Regions from separate parts of the Sus scrofa genome. Here region 1 is linked to region 2. A link is a contact called in public Hi-C data. All regions are on one chromosome and are shown on one strand. The core of a region is the stretch at or near the end of the contact, and the rest is flanking DNA. Distances in the headings are between cores, read along the strand shown.

Region 1 (3,363 bases), core at 437-2,936, 61 kb before region 2:
CCATCCCCGTGGGCCTGCTGGGGGGTGACCTCTGGCCTTGAGAGGTCAGCAGAGCCCGAGTCGGCCTAGCCCCCCCCAGGGGTTCCAGGAAGGGCAGACAGCAGGCCAGCCCTCCAGGCCCAGGGGCCGGCCGTGGAAGATCGGGGGCACCCTGGGGTGTGCGGGCCCACGTTGGGCAAGAAGCTGAAACCACGACAACGCAAAGGGAAAGCGGAGGTGGGGGTGGGCGACCCCCGTCTCTGCAGCCTTGAGGTGGCCCCAGCCCTGCGCAGAGGTCGGCTCCTGTTCTGATTGGCTCGGGGGTGAAGCGGAAAGTCATCTTTGGAAAAGGGGGTGGCTCCTCACCCTTGGCTCTGAGGGAAGGCGAGGCCACCCGCCCCCGAGCCCCTCTCCTCTCCCTGGGGGCCAGGAGGGGCCTTCCTCCATGAAACGCCCGCCCCCCCACCCCACCCGTCCCCTCCTCCTGCTGGTGGGTGGGCCCGGGCTGGCGGGCCGCGAAGGCAGGGCACCCCACACAGAGGACCTCGCACGGGAGACTTCCCAAACCAGCGACAACCGTGACCGAACGAAGCTGCCCTCTGACGGGGGGGCAGCTCCAGGGCCAGGGGCCCAAGACCCGTGAGTCCCCCGGGCGTCCCCCGGGGAGAGCCTGGCGGGCCTGGCCGGGGCTCCCGCCGGCTCCTGCCACTCCAGCGGCCGCCCCAGGAAAGCCGCTGCCCGGTCCAGACGAGCAGAATGGAAGGTAACAGGGTGGCAGCACATCTCAGGCTTAGCAGGGACGGGCCACTCCCGGAGTCCAAACAGCCAGGCGAGCGGGGGCAGACGAGCTGGCTGAGAAGAGCGGCCGGCGGCCAGGCGGAGGGCGGCCCGCGGGCCTAGGTCATTTGGTGGGGGGCCTCCAGCATCTCCATGAGGAAGGTGTCGATGGGCGTGTCCCCGATGAGCTTGAAGAAGAAGAGGTGTTCCAGGCACTTGAGGCCGATGGAGCGCAGAGCCGGCAGGCGCAGCAGCAGCTTGGCGAACCTGCGGGAGCCGAGCCGCGTGAGGGGCCCGGGCCACGGCCCCCCGCCCAGCCCCGGGCGCTGCCGCCGCTGGGCTGGGGGCCGCCTGAGCGGAGCCTCGGAGGCAGGACGGCTCTGGGCAGAGAAGGCGGCAGGCGGCCCGGCGGCCGGGAGCGCAGAGGGGGGTGCAGACCTGGAAAGAAGCCCTTCGGGGCGGAGATCCCGGAGGAAGGGCCAGGGGGAGACGGCGGCTGGACGGGGCCGGGCTGGACAGGGCTTTGGGCAACGTCAAAACACGTGGGCTTCCTCCCAGGGCCGCAGGGAGCCGCGGCAGGGTTTTAAGCAGGAGGGAGAACCACAAGGGCTGCTCTGAGTCGCAGCCCTGCCGCTGGCCGAGGGAGGCCTGCGGGGGAAGCAGCCCTGGAGCCTGAGCGACAGGCCCTTCTCAGAAAGGACCAGCTCCAGGGCGCCCCCACCAGCCCTCACCTTCGGGGGGCTCTGCTGGCTGCCAGGAGGGCAGGTGGGAGGGAAGCCTCTGCAGGCCGGGCCCTCCCCCGGGGCAGTTTCGGGGGAGGACACTGATGGGGGAGCCTCTGGGGGGCTCTTGGAGGAGGAAAGCCAGGCTCAGTGGCTCTGCCGCCAAGGACAGGGCCGTGTGGGGACGGGGCCAGAGGTCCCTCCAGGAACACCCACGTCTGCCCCTCCTCGTCCCCAGCCCGCGTGCTGCCAGCTCTCTCCGCACGACCCTCCGGGGACCCCCGGGGCCTCATTAATTATTAACAATGTCTGTATTTCAGGGGGACAGCCCCGTGCTTGGCTGCAACACAACCCGTGTTTTAAAGGCAAAAGCGCGGCTTAGAGGCTGGAGCAGGGCCAGGGAACGAGCCGTTTTCTGCTGAGCTGGCGAGATGGGCTGGGGCCGGAGGCCAGGAAAAACAGACGGGCCTGCTGCCCCTCCCCCTCCCCTCCCCCTCCTCCTCCGGGAAGTCTCACTTTAAACCAAACCAGATGAGGCCGAGCAGGGCGGGTAACCCTGTGCGCGCCGGTCGGTGGGGTGGGAAGGGGGAGAGGGAGGCCTGGGGCTGGGGGGGACCCCCACCCGCTCCCAGGAGACCCCCTTTGGGAGGAAGCGGGTCCGATCAGGACAGGAGACCTGAAAGGCCGCGAAGCCACCGACCTCCCCCTCACCCAGACACCCGCTGTGCGCCTGGCACTGTGGACCCAGAAAAGAGACAATTCCAGCCCTTCCAGGGCCTGCAGTTGGCAGAGGGAGTCAAGCTCTGCACCCAGGCCACGCCTCGGCCATCTACTCTGCACCTGTCTACAAAGCACCTACTGTGTGCTGGCACTGTCCCTGCTAGAGACGAGCAACCAGGGCCCCGCCTCTTTGGGCAGGGACACGTTACCTACTATGTGCCGGCACAGGGCCCATCCTTTCGGTGGGGCTGCAGGGAAGTGTGAGAGTGTGTGCGTGGGGCCAGGAGCAAGGCCCTGGACAGACGAGGGGCAACGCCTTCTAACCCACCCGCATGTCTGAGGGCTGGGGGTGGCCCTGCCTGGGCAGGGGCCTGGAGGGAGACCCTGAGGTCGGTCCGGGGCTCACCTTCCGGGCTGCTCGGGGTACTTGTGTTTGCAGTACGCCTCCAGGGACGCGTAGACCTTCTCGCGAAGGGCCTCCACCTCGGCCGGGTTCGAGAGTCCCTTGGAGTCTGCGAGGGAGCAGGGACCGCAGGTCAGAGCCCCCTGGGAAGCTGCCCCAGGAACCCACAGACCCACTGGGACGAGGCTGCCCTGCACGGGAGGCCCACCCTGCCGCTCGCTGGCCACCTGACCTTGGCCCAGTCCCTGAGCTCCTGTCCTTCAGCTCCCCCCTCTGAAAAGGGGGCTGACCTGCCCTGCCAGCTCCTGGCCATCACAGCAATCGGGTCAACTCTCAAGCTTCTGCAGCCCTGGGTCTGAGGCCCTCAGACCCGAAAGAAGGGTTCACAGTCTCTTCCTGAAGCAGCCAGGCCCCTCCCGGGTCAGGGGTGGGGGCAGAGCGGCCATGAGGCCATCCTGAGCCCGGGGACCCTGGGGCCGGAGCCCAGTGTGGAAGGGGCTCTGCCTGTGGACACAGATGCCAGCACCAGAGCCGCCCAAACCTCCAGGCCCAGGGATGAGGCCACAGGAGCAAGGGCCGACCGGGTTGTCCTGGCGAGTCCCAGGCATCTGAAGCAGGGGGAGCCCCCAGGCCGGGCAGGGCTCCGTCCTCTCCCGCAGTCACCCCCAAACTGACGCTGGGCCAGCTTCTCTCCTCACTGTCCCCGACAGCACCCACCACTGGGCATCAGGATTCGGGCTCACACAGCCCCAAATCTGGCCT
Region 2 (3,628 bases), core at 566-3,065:
CCAGATCTTGTTGGCTCCAGCACACAACACGCCCAGGGCTCCCTCAGACCCACTGCAAGTCCAGACCCACTGCAGGCCCTCTGGACCAGCCCGGCCTCAGGTCTTGCTCTCCCCACACGAACCCCAAACTCCCCTCACACTGCCTTTGCATTTGCTGTTTCCCCTCCATTCCCCTGCCACCGCCTCCAGGAAGCCCGCCCGCAAGCTCCAGCCCAGCCCAGGTGGAGAGAGGTCCTTTTACCCTGGACTGCAGCTACCCGCGCCTACCTCCTGCCTGAAAGTGGCCGCTGACCACCCGGCCGGCCTCCTGCCTAGCTCACGGCTCCTTGGACCAGGACACTCACCTGGCGAGGGTACCGGCCTGGCCCGCGCAGCACTTGGCGGCTTTGGCTCTGACACGGGAAAGGAGTTACACTTGGCTCCTTCCTCGGTGGGGGCTGTGCCCAGAAGGGACACAGAGCCTCCCACGGGGACCCCCTCTGAAGGACACAACGCTCAGGTGGACAGGGGACCAGGGTTTGTCCACGAAAACAGATGGAGGGGCGGGGGGTTGCATCTCACTCCCCCCACGCCCCGGAGCGCCAGAAGGATCCCAGGCCACACACGACGGTCCTCCCGCCCGGCTCTCTGCATCCCTGGGCCCCACGGACCACCACGGGGGCCCAGGCCTCCTTCTCCGCCATCTCTTCTCGCTGCTGACCGTGGGTCTGCCAGGAACTGCCCCCGCAGCCCATCCTGTGATGAGACAGGCCACAGGTTGCGGGGCACACCTGAGAATCCGATGGAGAAGCCGTGATTTACACCCCTTTTTCTTTTTCATCCACACCCCGGCCCCACAGAGGTTCCCAGGCCAGGGTTCAAACCTGAGCCACAGCAGGGACAACGCCAGATCCTGAACCCACCGTGCCGCCAGGGAGCTCCGACGCCCCCTTTGTAACGACATGGGCTCTGACCCGAGGGTGATCCTTCCTGCTTGCCTCTGGCACAGCTGTGTTCTGGAAGGTTCCGGTTAACAGAAATCCCTCCCTAGAACCTGCTCAGGCCTCAGGCGCCTGGTGGGCATGGGGTCCCCGGGGCCCCAGAAGCTCCCACGCTCCCCTCCACCTGCTGCCGGGCCTGCCACGCGGCCCTCTGCCCTCACGGGACACGACCCCAGCAGACACACGAGCTCTCCCAACCCCACGCCAGGGGCCGAGGAGGAACCTGCTCGCCGGCTGCACGACGGGGGCCGAAGGAGACCCCTGCCCCCGGGGGAGCGGGTGGAAGGGCGCACGCGCCGCTCCCGCAGCGGGGAAGGCCCTCCCCCCGGGCGGGACCCAAACCCGTCCAACTGCCCCAGACTCAGCGCCGAGGCGACTATCAGTTCATCGCGTTTCTCAACCCGCCGAGCTGCTCGCCGTTGCGTCAGGCCTTGCGGACGCAGATAAGCCGGCGGGCGCGGGCTGGGTGGGTTGGGGTGGGTTCTCGCTTTGCTTTGCTTTGTTTAGTTTCCGCCCTCCCGGTGCCTTCCCCGCCCCCAGCCCTGCTGGGCCCCCCACCCCAGGCTGCCAAGGGGCGTGCCCAGGGCAGGGCCTGAGCTCCCAGGTCCGGGGCCACCTGCAGGGATGCTGGGCTGGGAGGGAGGCGGGTGAGGGGGCCCCAGGGAGACACCCCCCCTCATAGGGTGGGGGCTGAGCAGGCCCCAGGCAAGGGGGGGGGACCCTTCCCAACTGCTGTGGCCGCGCACGGCAGGCCGGTGATGAGAAAGGCCACCCTCCCCCGTCCGAAGCCCGGAGCCACTGAACCGGATTGTCCCCGTGTCATCAAGCAGGGCACAGGGACAACGGGGCCTTCACTTGGGGGTGGGGCCCCAGCCTCCTCTGTGCAAAGCCCTCTCAGCCACACGGGGTCGGGGGCGGGGGGCTGGGAAGCTGTGCGTTTCTGTGCAAAGCAGCTGCTGGCCGAGCCCCCCCCCCCGCCCCCACATCTGCAGGGCCGTGTGGCCAGCGTGCCGTGAGGACTCTGGAGTCTGCGAGCCCACCGCCCGCCGGAGCTCTTTTCTCACGTCCAACACAGGGCTGGGCCCCGGGACCCCAGACCCACGGCCACGCGCTCACAGGGACCCGCAAGGGGCAGTCTATCCTTCCTGACCCAGGGACGTGGAAACCAAGGTTCAGGGCGGTTACGGAGCGCGCCCTCCCGCCGCTGCTCCCCAGCGAGGGCGGCCCACTAACGCCTCACCCTGCACCCCCCAGGGAGCAGCCCTCTCAGCCACACGCGGTGGGGGGCGCTGGGAAGTCGGACGACAGTCGGGCAGCTTCCCCAGGAGGCCCCCGCCCGCCAGGGGTAGCAGGGAAGGGACAAAGACCAGCAGGCCTCACGCTTTCCCAGAGCCCTGGCTCCTCTGGTGGGCCTGGCTCCGCTCCCCGCGGGCATACCCTGCCTCTCCCCAGGGGGCACCAAGGTCCAGGGCCATCCCAGACTCGTCCCCCCAAACCTGGCTGTGCCCACTCCCAGCCAAGGGCTTATCTGACACCTGGGCGCAGCCTCCTCACAGCCTCTGCTCCCCTGGGATCAGGCTGCCACGACACTTTCCAAAAAACACAGACTCCAGGGCAGGGCAGAGCAGGGGCCCGGGGCAGCATTCCCCAAAGAGCTGCAGGTTGCACAACCGGCCAGGTCCCTACCTGCCTCTGCAGTGTTGCAAGGACCTGCCACCCTTCGGGCCACTGAGTCCTGAAGGTGGAGTCCTGGGGGTGGGGGGCAGGGGGCGCCAGGACCCGACCTCTGGGCCCCGGGCCCCGACCACAGATGATGCTGCGAAACCTCTCTGAGGACGGCCACCGTCCCACCCGTCCTCCTGGGCTCTGCAGCCCCCTAACCGTGGGCCTGTGCTTCTCCCGTAATTCACCGAGAGGCAAAGCCCAAGCCAGAGAAGAGGGACCCAAAGCGACAAGCAGTGATTCCCGCGGCTGGTGGAGCTGGGGGACCGTTCAGCTTCCCAGCCCCCAAGGGCAGATCAGGAAACAGACTGGGGAGTGGGAGGCGTGGGCCCCATGTCTCCTGACCCACGAGGGTCCAGCTGGTTTTCACCGTCAGCCATTCGGTTAATAGGCCTCCCTGCCCCCTATCAGCCGAGCCAGTTGGGGAGCTCAGCTGCCCAGCCTGCAGGCACCCACAGCACAGAGCCTGGGCCTGCGCCCGCCCTCCCCCAGGTGAACATGGAGCCCAGAGGAGAAAGAGCCAGGGAGCCAGGCACAGAGGGGGCTCGGAGACAGAGAGCTGGCTCCCGCCTGCAGAAGTGGGGTGGCCAGCCCCCGCCCACCCTGAGCCCCAAAGGCCAACCTGGGCAGAGGACAGAGAACGCACGCCTTCCTGGCATCACGGATCCAGAGCACATCTAGAACAGAGAGCCTGCACGCACAGCGTCCCGAGAGCCTGGGACCCAGTCTCTGGGGGTCCCTCTAACAATAGGGCAGGCTCCCCACGTCCCATGGAGACTCCCAGTGGCCTCCGAGTCCCTCTGTCCCACACCCAGGGCCAGCCCTGGCAGGCCCATGGATGCTGGCAGGGGAGTCAGAGGGCACAGGTCCACGGCACGGGAGCCAGCAACTGGGGATTCAGATGAACCATTGCCTGCGGGGCACGG

The links. A called contact is a pair of places that touch in the nucleus more often than the background predicts.
Region 1: a contact with region 2 is called in a Hi-C map of liver, with 2.0 times the contacts expected there. The contact joins two enhancer-like sites. A contact is called at or near these places in 1 of 5 promoter capture datasets (liver), 3 of 47 Hi-C or Micro-C datasets (epiblast stem cells and liver) and 1 of 2 datasets of contacts at active chromatin or transcription factors (skeletal muscle).

The regions. Positions count from the first base shown.
Region 1 is chr1:273,791,699-273,795,061 of Sscrofa11.1, reverse strand. It overlaps RXRA (retinoic acid receptor RXR-alpha), which reads right to left. Exons shown (of 10, transcript XM_021071603.1): 9 at 2,605-2,710; 10 at 1-1,023. The coding sequence ends at 876. Among named protein-coding and RNA genes, the nearest start is that of RXRA, 95 kb to the right of the region's middle. Within about 2 kb of position 1,686, at least 38 of the 83 cell types and tissues checked have an H3K27ac peak or open chromatin away from gene starts, as enhancers often do. A contact at or near this core is called in liver, where this site is marked.
Region 2 is chr1:273,730,983-273,734,610 of Sscrofa11.1, reverse strand. All of the region lies in intron 1 of RXRA (retinoic acid receptor RXR-alpha), which reads right to left. Among named protein-coding and RNA genes, the nearest start is that of RXRA, 34 kb to the right of the region's middle. Within about 2 kb of position 1,815, at least 7 of the 83 cell types and tissues checked have an H3K27ac peak or open chromatin away from gene starts, as enhancers often do. A contact at or near this core is called in liver, where this site is marked.